Regions from separate parts of the Sus scrofa genome. Here region 2 is linked to region 1. The links are chromatin contacts, called in public Hi-C maps. All regions are on one chromosome and are shown on one strand. Each heading gives the region's core, a stretch centred on a gene start, on an enhancer-like site or on the middle of the called end of the contact. The rest is flanking DNA. Distances are from core to core; before and after follow the strand shown. Region 1 has its middle 38 kb from the start of CLIC4. Region 2 has its middle 81 kb from the start of RUNX3.

Evidence for each region. Hi-C and Micro-C count contacts between places; a contact is called where the count stands out from the background.
Region 2: a Hi-C map of embryonic fibroblasts shows a contact between it and region 1, with 1.6 times the contacts expected there. The contact joins two enhancer-like sites. A contact is called at or near these places in 9 of 47 Hi-C or Micro-C datasets (alveolar macrophages, embryonic fibroblasts, epiblast stem cells and 5 more).

Annotation. Positions count from the first base shown.
Region 1 is chr6:82,360,375-82,365,192 of Sscrofa11.1, reverse strand. No RefSeq gene overlaps it. Among named protein-coding and RNA genes, the nearest start is that of CLIC4, 38 kb to the left of the region's middle. Within about 2 kb of position 2,957, at least 14 of the 83 cell types and tissues checked have an H3K27ac peak or open chromatin away from gene starts, as enhancers often do. A contact at or near this core is called in embryonic fibroblasts, where this site is marked.
Region 2 is chr6:82,673,574-82,678,391 of Sscrofa11.1, reverse strand. No RefSeq gene overlaps it. Among named protein-coding and RNA genes, the nearest start is that of RUNX3, 81 kb to the right of the region's middle. Within about 2 kb of position 2,496, at least 3 of the 83 cell types and tissues checked have an H3K27ac peak or open chromatin away from gene starts, as enhancers often do. A contact at or near this core is called in embryonic fibroblasts, where this site is marked.

The DNA.
Region 1 (4,818 bases), core at 1,708-4,207:
TAATGTCATTTTTTATTTTCTGGTGTGTTTCTGGCCCCTTGGAGCTCCAGCTGCTTTTCCTACCCTTTGCCCTCACACAAGCATCCTGCCAGGAACCTCCCCACCTCCTGCCTCCCATTTATGCTTAAGGAGACTGAGGCGGTTCTGTCTTTGTAACTAAAGTGATGCTTGGTGTGTGTGTGTGTGTGTGTGTGTGTGTGTGTGTGTGTTGGGGAAAACATATTGAATATTGTGTCTGTGAGAGCCTGTCCGCCTTCTGAGGTTATATTTTGACAAGCTACTTTTTTTTTTTTTTTCTCTTTTGCTCCCGAGGCATATGGAGGTTCCCAGGCTAGGGGTCCAACCGGAGCTGTAGCCGCCAGCCTACACCACAGCCACAGCAACTCAGGATCTGAGCCTCGTCTGCGACCTGCACCACAGCTCACAGCAACGCCGGATCCTTAACCCACTGAACGAGGCCAGGGATCGAACCCACAACCCCACGGTCCCTAGTGGGATTTGCTAACCACTGAGCCACGACGACGGGAACTCTGACCCATGTGGTCCTCCCACATGTTATGTCAGGAGCTGGAGAAGACACCCTCTTCTGACAGCCAGCTTTCTTACTGGTTTTCTGTTTGTTTCTTTTTAGGGCCGCACCTGAGGCATAAGGAAGTTCCCAGGCTAAGGTCCGACTCAGAGCTGCAGCTGCCAGCCTATACCAAACTCACAGCAACACCAGATCCAAGACACATCTTCAACCTACACCACAGCTTGCAGCAAAGCCAGATCCTTAACCCACTGAGCGAGGCCAGGAATCGAACCTGCATCCTCATGAATACTAGTCAGGCTCTTAACTCGCTGAGCCTCAACAGAAACTCCTGACAGCAGCTTGCTGCTGCAATGCTAAGTACCACATTTATTCAAAGAATCAGTCGTTCATTCTACAAATGTTTATTGAATGCCTACTATGTGACACACATTATTCTAGGTGACAGGGATGAGGAAGTGAATAAAACAGATAAAAAAATTAACCAACCAACCAAGCTTTTACGCAAGATTGGCCTCAGTTTTCCCATCTGTAAAATGGAGCATCAGACCCAAATTCCTTGAAGTTCCTCTGGACTGCAAGCATCTGTGGTTTGCTGAGCTGTCCTATGAGCACTTGTTACCGATAAAACCTAAATCTATACTTTGGGCTCCTGCAGGGGCCCAGGCAGAGACCTGGAACCGGAGAAGCAGGCGAGGTGGGTGGACAGTGACAGCTCCTGGGCTCATGTTGCAGATTGGGCTTGGCCTGCCAGCTGGCCTGGCCCCAGCTGGGTTCCGGCCACTGGGCTTTCCAAGCAGCCAGCATTCGCCTGTGACTGCTCAGCTCTCCCTGGAGGCCATCCCACCTGCCCTCTGACTTGCCTACCTGACCCTTCCCCCTGCCCCACCTTTGACCTTTGTGTGTGGCGGGCTTCTGGAATACCAGGCAGGGTTCAAATACCAGGATCACCACTTTCTGGCGGTGTGACCTTAGGCAAGCATCTTATTCTCTGTGCCTCTGTGTCTCCCTCTGTAAAATGGGTGTAAGGATAGCATCTTACCTCGTAGGTGGTGGGATAATACACCACTGGCATGGACTGTGCTAATGGAGCAGCGGGGCTGGGAAGTGCCTGGTTTCTACAACAGGAGCCTCTATTTCCTCTCCTGTGGAAGGAGGATAATAAAATCTTGGAAGGTTAACAGGCAGGGTGGAGCACCTCTGGGTTTTAGGGCTCGGCTCCGCCTCCAACCACCTGCATCCTTGAGCAAGTCCCTTCTCTGAGGCAGACCCTTACTTCCTCAGGACCAGACCCTCCGGTCAGCACCCACCTCCGGGACCCCACCCAAAAGGTGGCTCCTGATTGGAGGATTAGCTTAGGCAATTCTGGCCCTTGAGAAGTGAGGGGGAGTCTGCTGAGAGCTGCCAGGTGGGACTCTTCCCTCTTAAAAGGGGTGACAGAAAAAATAAAAAGGGTGTTCTCTCCCGGCCGCAGTGGGTTAAGGACCGACCTTGTCACTGCTGTGGCACGGGTTCCATCCCCAGCTGGGGAACTTCTACATGCCTTGGGCTCAGCTGAAAAAAAAAAAAAAAAAAAGGTGGGGGGGGTGACTGGGGAGAGAGTTCTCTGGGTGGCTGCAGATGCCATTGTTGGCTTGTGACCCCTGAAACTGTTGCCACCGTTCTGGGGGCTGCGAGGGAGGGATGAGCCCAGCACAGAGGATGAAGCCTACAGTGAGGGAAGGAGCCTGGGTTCTGGGGACCCCAGATAACATCTGGCACTTTGGGGGTTTTGTCAGGTGAATGTATTTATGGCTTAAGCCACTTTCAGTTGGCTTTTCTATTACTTGACGCCGACAGAAGCCTGACTGACAGATTCTCCTGACCCTCAGTTTTCTCATCTATAAAATGGAGGAGTTCCCACTGTGGCACAGTGGGTTAAGAACCCAACCGCAGTGGCTTGAGTGGCTTCAGAGGCTTGGGTTTGATCCCCAGCGCAGTGGCTTAAGGATCCGGTGTAGGTGCAGCTTTGGTGTAGGTTGAAGCTGCAACTTGGATTCAGTCCCTAGAACTTCTGTTTGCTGTGGGTGTGGCCATAAAATAATAAAAATAAAAAAATAAAATAAAATGGAGATAATCTTCCATGTCACAGGATTACTGTGAACGTTACAGGAGAGAACACACGTGGAGGGTCCAGCCGCCTCTGCACAACAAGGGGCTCCTGCCTGCCTGCCTCTGCCCGGCCCGGTGCCCCTCAGGACCATGGCGAACTCACTTCCTGCTGCTGCTCTGCACCCCTCCCCACTGTGCCTTCCAGGCTCGACTGGGTGTCCCCAGTGAGCCCAGCATGAGGATACAACGCAAATATCCATCCCAACCACTCAGTGAGTCAAAGTAAGCAAAAGAACCAGTGCTGGTTCTCTTCCCAGAGGCCATCAGACCCTGGGGCTGAGTCACGGCTCTGCCATAGGCTCGATGTGTGTCATCAGACACCTCTATGGCTCAGCTGTTTTGTCTGTAAACTGGGAGAAACAATGGCACCTGCGTCCCAGACATGCTGGGCTGGAATGAGTCCATGCGGTCAGCTGCTTGGCACCCACAGGATCTCGAAAATGGCACTTCCCTTAGAACATGACTCCCCACGACAGCTTTCCTGTCCTTAAAAGCCCGTGACTTTGGAGATCATGTTATGCGGCTTCTTTTTCTCCTCCTCCTCCCCCTCCCCCTTCTTCTTCTTTTCCATGCTCACAGCATACAGAAGTTCCCGGGCCAGGGATTGAACCTGCGCCACAGCGGCAACCCAAGCCACTGCCGTGACACTGCTGGATCTTAAACCCACTGAGCCACCAGGGAACTCTCGCTTTTTTTTTTTTTTTTTAACCGTGCAACTTTTTCAGATAAAATCTTGTGAGAAGGAGTGTTCACAGCAGGAACATTCATTTGTAATAGCTGCAAGTGGGAAACTACCCAAGTGCCCACCAACAAGTCAGTGGGTAAACGAAATATGGTGCATCCGTATAGCACGACACAGGCAGCATTAGAAAGGAATGGGCTATTCATACACGTGCCAACACAGGTGAATCTCAAAACAATTGTGCTGAATGAAAGAAGCCAACACAAATCAGTACATACTGTATGGGTTTGTTTACATAAAAAAAAAAATCTAGAAAACTGCAACTGGGTACATATATATACACAATGGAATATTACTCAGCCATTAAAAGGAACGAAACAACGGCATTTTTAACAACATGGATGGACCTAGAAATTATCATGCTAAGTGAAGTCAGACAATGAGACACCAACATCAAACGTTATCACTTACATGGGGAATCTGAAAAAAGGACACAATGAACTTCTTTGTGGAACAGATACTGACTCACAGACTTCGAAAAAATTATGGTTTCCAAAGGAGAGAGGTTGGGAAGTGGGGGGATGCACTGGGGGTACGGGGTGGAAATACCGTAAAACTGGATTGTGGTGATCATTGTACAACTATAAATGTAATAAATTCATTGAGTAATTAAAAAAAAGAGAAAAAAAAAAACACGCCAGCTAGTGTGTGGCTCCTAGGCAATGGGGGAATTAGAAAGGGGCAGGAGAGGTTTCTTTTAAAAAATTTTTTAGGGCTGTACCCTCGGCATATGGAGGTTCCCAGGCTAGGGGTCAAATCAGAGCTACAGCTGCCGGCCTACACCACAGCCACAGCAACGCCAGATCCCAGCTGCATCTGCGATTTACATGCCAGATCCTTAACCCACTGAGTGAGGCCAGGGCTCGAACCTGTGTCCTCATGGATGCTAGTCAGATTCATTTCTGCTGAGTCATGAAGGGAACTCCAAGGAGTTCTTGAGGGTAATGGATATGTTCCCTCTCTTGATTGTAGCTGGTTTCCCAAGTGTGTGTGCGCATGTGTGTGTGTGTATGTGTCAAAACGTATCAAATCATACACTTTAAATACACCAGTTTAGTGTGTATCACTTTTGCCTCAGGAAAGCCTTAAAAACAAAAGAGAAACCTCGCATGGAAGCCCAATGTGTAAAAGTTAAAAATGAAGGACGAGAGTTCCCTGGTGTTGCCGTGGGTTATGGATTTGGCATTGTCACTGCAGGGGCTCTGGTCACTGCTGTGGCATGGTTTCCATCCCTGGCCTAGGAACTTCCACATGCTGTGGGTGCAGGGGGAAAAAAAAAAAGGACAGAGCGGCTCCGGGGGTGGGGCGAAGGCTGGAGTACCAGCTCATGCCCTTGGCCGAGCCCCACCAGCCAGGAATCTCCACTGCTCCCTTCACTTGGCGCTTTGGTGCCCAC
Region 2 (4,818 bases), core at 1,247-3,746, 310 kb before region 1:
GAGGCTGGGCCTGGCCCTCAGCCGACCCATTCACTCTAGAGTCCCCAGGGCCTCCTGCCTGCCCCTAAACCTACTGAATAAATGAATAATAGGAATGAGATGAGTAATAGATCTGCTGGTGGCCTGGGAATTGGAAGCAAACAGAATCCTGTGGGGACCTTGGGAAGGCCAGCCCAGGTCTGAAGGGCAGGATGGATGGCAGATAAAGAGGGGACCCAGATAGCTCTGCTCTAGGAGAGGGGGGAGTCCTGGTCTGAGTGGGACAAGGCAGGGAAGGAAGGGCCCACCCTTGCAAGGCTGGGTGGAGACATGACAGCACACACTCCCCGCTCCCCCCATGTGCCCAACCCTGGGCTGCCACTGCTACACAGGACAGTGTCTCCTGGGGGTTGGATGGGTAGCGGGGTATCAGAGAGGGGCGGCAGGGGGCACTGGGCTATGCCTGGGGGAGCCAATGTCTTGTAGAAAATGGGTTCTAATCCTGGTCCCTCCACTTTCTAGCTAGGTGATGTAACCTTTCTGAGCCTCAGGTTCCACCATCCGTAAAATGGGGTTCATGGCAGAACCTCTCTCATAGGCTTGTTTGGGATGAAATGAGATGATGTGTTTAAAGTGCTAGTGCAGTGATGCTTCTCAAAGGCTGAATAAAGAGCAGCACCTCTGCCCCACCCTTAACCATGTTAGTATTACGGATTCAGTGTCTCAGAAATGCATGGCCACACAGGAGGCTAGGCTGGAATGAGTGGGTTTCTTTTCTTTTTTCTTTTTTAAAGAAAACTGTATTCACTTTAATTATTTGAATTATGATTATTATTTTATTTTAAAAATTTTAAATGATTTTTATTTTTTCCATTATAGTTGGTTTACTGCATTCTGTCAATTTTATACTGTACAGCAAAGTGACCCAGTCACACATACACATATACATTCTCTTTCTCACATTATCCTCCATCGTGCTCCCTCACAAGTGACTAGATAAAGTTCCCAGGGCTACACAGCAGGATCTCTTTTTGCTTATCCACTCCGAATGCAATGGTTTGTAGGATGAGTGGGTTTCATGCCGGGAGTGGGCTGGATGGGAACTTTTGAAAGTGTCCGCTAAGGAGCCAGCACCCAGGAAACACTGTCTTTCCCAGGAAGCCACACTGCTGTGGGTTTGGGTCTGGGCCCCGCTGGCCTCACCCTGGATGAGGTTTGGAGGTGTGAGTGGGAGCAGGACTTCAGGAAGCAGCGGGAGTGGTGTTGGGTGAGGACCAGCCTTGCTCAGCCTGGCACGTCGAAAATCCTGCTCCAGCCCGGGGCCAGGGGGCGCTACAGCCCCTTGCCTAAAGCATCTGCTGAGGTCCAACCCTTGCTAGGATGCGGCTGCTCTGAGGGACATCCAAGCTGGACAAGGGTTTCTATAAACACCCCTCTGGTACCACAGAGCAGAGCTGTGGCTGCTGCAGCAGAGGTGGGATGGCAGTGGGAACCAGCATCCTGCAGAGAAGGTCCTGGACTGCTCTTTGGTGTCAGTTGTGAAAAACAGGACGTAGGGAAAAAAAAAGCCCCACATCAATTTGCAGGTGAACAAAGGGTCCTGGACAGGGCAAAGTCTTTGCTGAGGGTGGCCTGAGAAGAAAAGAATTCCTTCCCAAACTGGGACCTGGTCTCCTTCAGGGAGCCTGTAGGACAGGCTGGTCACCTTCCTGAGCTTTGTGAAATGAGCTTTTAGGAACACATCAGCCTCAGTTTCCTCATCTGCAAAATGGAATTTCGTGAGACAGTACACATACGGCATGTAGCACAGAGCCCAGCTCTCAGCACCAGAGGGAGCCCTGATCTTTTTTCTTATAATGTCCTGGAGGCAGAGGGGGCAAGGATTGGCCCCCATCCCATTCCCCCCATTTTACAAAAGGAAACGAGGCCCAGAGAGAAGCTGCTTGGCAAAGATCAGGCAGCAAGGCACTGGTGCAGCTGAGGCAGGTCTTGGGACCATTTCCCTGCACCTCCCCCGATCCCTCCTCCATCCTCACCCTCATGCCAGGGGTGGGGGCTGGTGTCAGCAGAGCAATACCTGCTCTGGCCCCACAGCAGGGGCCCTGGGGCAGCTGGGACCCCGGCTCACACTCTCCCCATGCTGTAACTTCCACCGGCTCCTGGCCCCAGCTGGACCTGTGGTCTGGACCAGCCAGGCTGCCGCGGCTGGTGGTTGAGACCCCAAAGCCACAGTCAGCTGGGCTTATTGATTGAGGGCCATGCCGTGGGCCCCCTGCGTGGGCAGGGCTCCGAGATGAGTCTGGAGGGGCGGGGCCAGCCCTCCGGGAAAGCTGTTAGTGTCCACTCAGCCCTGTGGTCGGGTGGGCAGGGGGCTGGGCCTTTGGAAAGACAAGAGGAAGCAGTGGGCCAGGTGCCCTGGGCTGGTGGTTAGCAGCGACAATGGCCAGCACTCATCGGATTCACACGCTGCTCTCGCATTTTACTGGGGTTCGCTTATTGCATCCTTATGGCTCTTGGACTAGGTCATATCTCTCCCCCTTCTTTACAGGGGAGGATCTGAGGCATGGATCATGGTCCCTGCCCAAGGACACACAGAGAAAAGAGCAGAGCTAGCATTTTTTTAAAATTACTTAATGAATTTTGTCACATTTATAGGTGTACAACAATCATCACAACCAAATTTCCCAGCATTCCCATCCCAAACCCTCAGCACATCCCCCTACCCCCCAACCTGTCTCATTTGGAAACCGTAAGTTTTTCTAGCATTTGTTTTTTGTTTTGTTTTGTTTTGCCTTTTTTAGGGCCGCATTTGTGGCATATGGGAGTTCCCAGGCTAGGGCTGACCTACGCCACAGCCACAGTAATGCCAGAGCTGAGACTCACTCTCAAACTATGCCGCAGCTGGCAGCAATGCTGGATCCTTTACCCACTGAGCGAGGCCAGGGATCAAAGCTGCATCCTCATGGATACTAGTCAGGTTCCTAACATGCTGAGTCACAATGGGAACTCCCAGAGCCAGCATCTGAACCCAGGCTGCCAGGCTTCAGAGCCCGGGCGATTGGAGTTATTCATTAAGGGGAAACGAGGGGCCACCAGAGGCCTATCTTTGGTGGGCAGGGGCAGCTCCTTGACCAGAGAGAATCAGAAGCTGCCAGAGCAGTTCCCATCATGGCTCTGTGGAAACGAATCTGACTAGTATCCATGGGGACACAGGTTCAATCCCTGGCCTCGCTCATTGGGTTAAGGATCCATTGTTGCCGTGAGTTGTGGTGTAGGTCGCAGATGAGGCTCAGATCTGGCGTGGCTGTGGCTGTGGCGCAGGCTGGCGGCTACAGCTTCAATTTGACCCTTAGCCTAGGAAACTCCATATGCCTCAGGTGCAGCCCTAAAAAGACACACACACACACACACACACACACACACACACACACACACACACACACAAAGGAAGCTACCTGAGACCAAGTGGTGGCCCGAGGTGAGTCCCCAGGGCCCTGACACTGGGCAGCTGATGTGATGGTTGAATAGCTGGGCTTTGGGGCCAGAGGGCATGGGGCTAGCCCGTGGTTCCGCCTCTCTGCTGAGTGAGCTGGGGTATGCTCCCCACACACTGTCTGCTTAGAAACTAAACCAGAAGACAACAAACAGCTTACACATATGGAGCACGTGCTATGTGCCAGCACTGCTGGAGTCGGGTGCAGCAGTGAACCCCACAATCTAAAATCCCTCGTTGTTTGTATATTTTGGAGATTAGGCACTTGTCTGTTGCATCGCTGGCAAAGATTTTCTCCCATTTCATGGCCGTCTTTTTTTTTTTTTTTTTCATGGCTTCCTTTGCTGTGCAAAAGCTTTTGAGTTCGATTAGGTCCCATGGGTTTATTTGTGTCTTTATTATCATTATTCTAGGAGGTGGGTCAAACAAGACATCGCTGTGATTTATGTCAAAGAGTCTTCTGCCTGTTCTTTCTCTAGGAGCTATATAGTGTCTGGCCTTATGTTTAGGTCTTTAATCCATTTTGAGTTTATTTTTGTATATGGTGTTAGATAGTGTTCTGCTTTCATTCTTTTACATGTAGCTTTCCAGTTTTTCCAACAATTCATGCAACTCAACAACAAAAAAACAAACAATCCAATTGAAAAATGGGCAGAAGACCTAAATAGACATTTCTCCAAAGAAGACATATGGATGGCCAACGGGCATATGAAAAAATGCTCAATATCACTAATAATTAGAGAAATGCAAATCAAAACTACCTCACACCTGGTAGAATGGACATCATCCACAAGTCACAAACAACAAATGCTGGAGAAGGTGTGGAGAAAAAGGTACCCTGTTGGTGGGAATGTAAATGGGTACGACCACTATCAAAAACAGTACGTCTTTCAGCCATTTTGAGTTTATTTTTGTGCATGGTGTGAGGGTGTGTTCTAGTTTCATTGCTTTGCATGTTGCTGTCCAGGTTTCCCAGCAATGCTTGCTGAATAGACTTTCTTTTTCCCATTTTATGTTCTTGCCTCCCTTGTCAAAGATTAATTGACCATAGGTGTCAGGGTTTATTTCCGGGTTCTCTATTCTGTTCCATTGATCTGTCTGTCTGTTTTGGTACCAGTACCACACTGTTTTGATGACTGTGGCTTTGTAGTATTTCTTGAAGTCTGGGAGAGTTATGCCTCCTGCTTGGTTTTTGTTTCTCAGGATTGCTTTGGCGATTCTGGGTCTTTTGTTGTTCCATATAAATGTTTGGATTGTTTGTTCTAGTTCTGTGAAAAATGTCATGGGTAATTTGATAGGGATTGCATTGAATCTGTAGATTGCTTTGGGTAGTATGGCCATTTTTA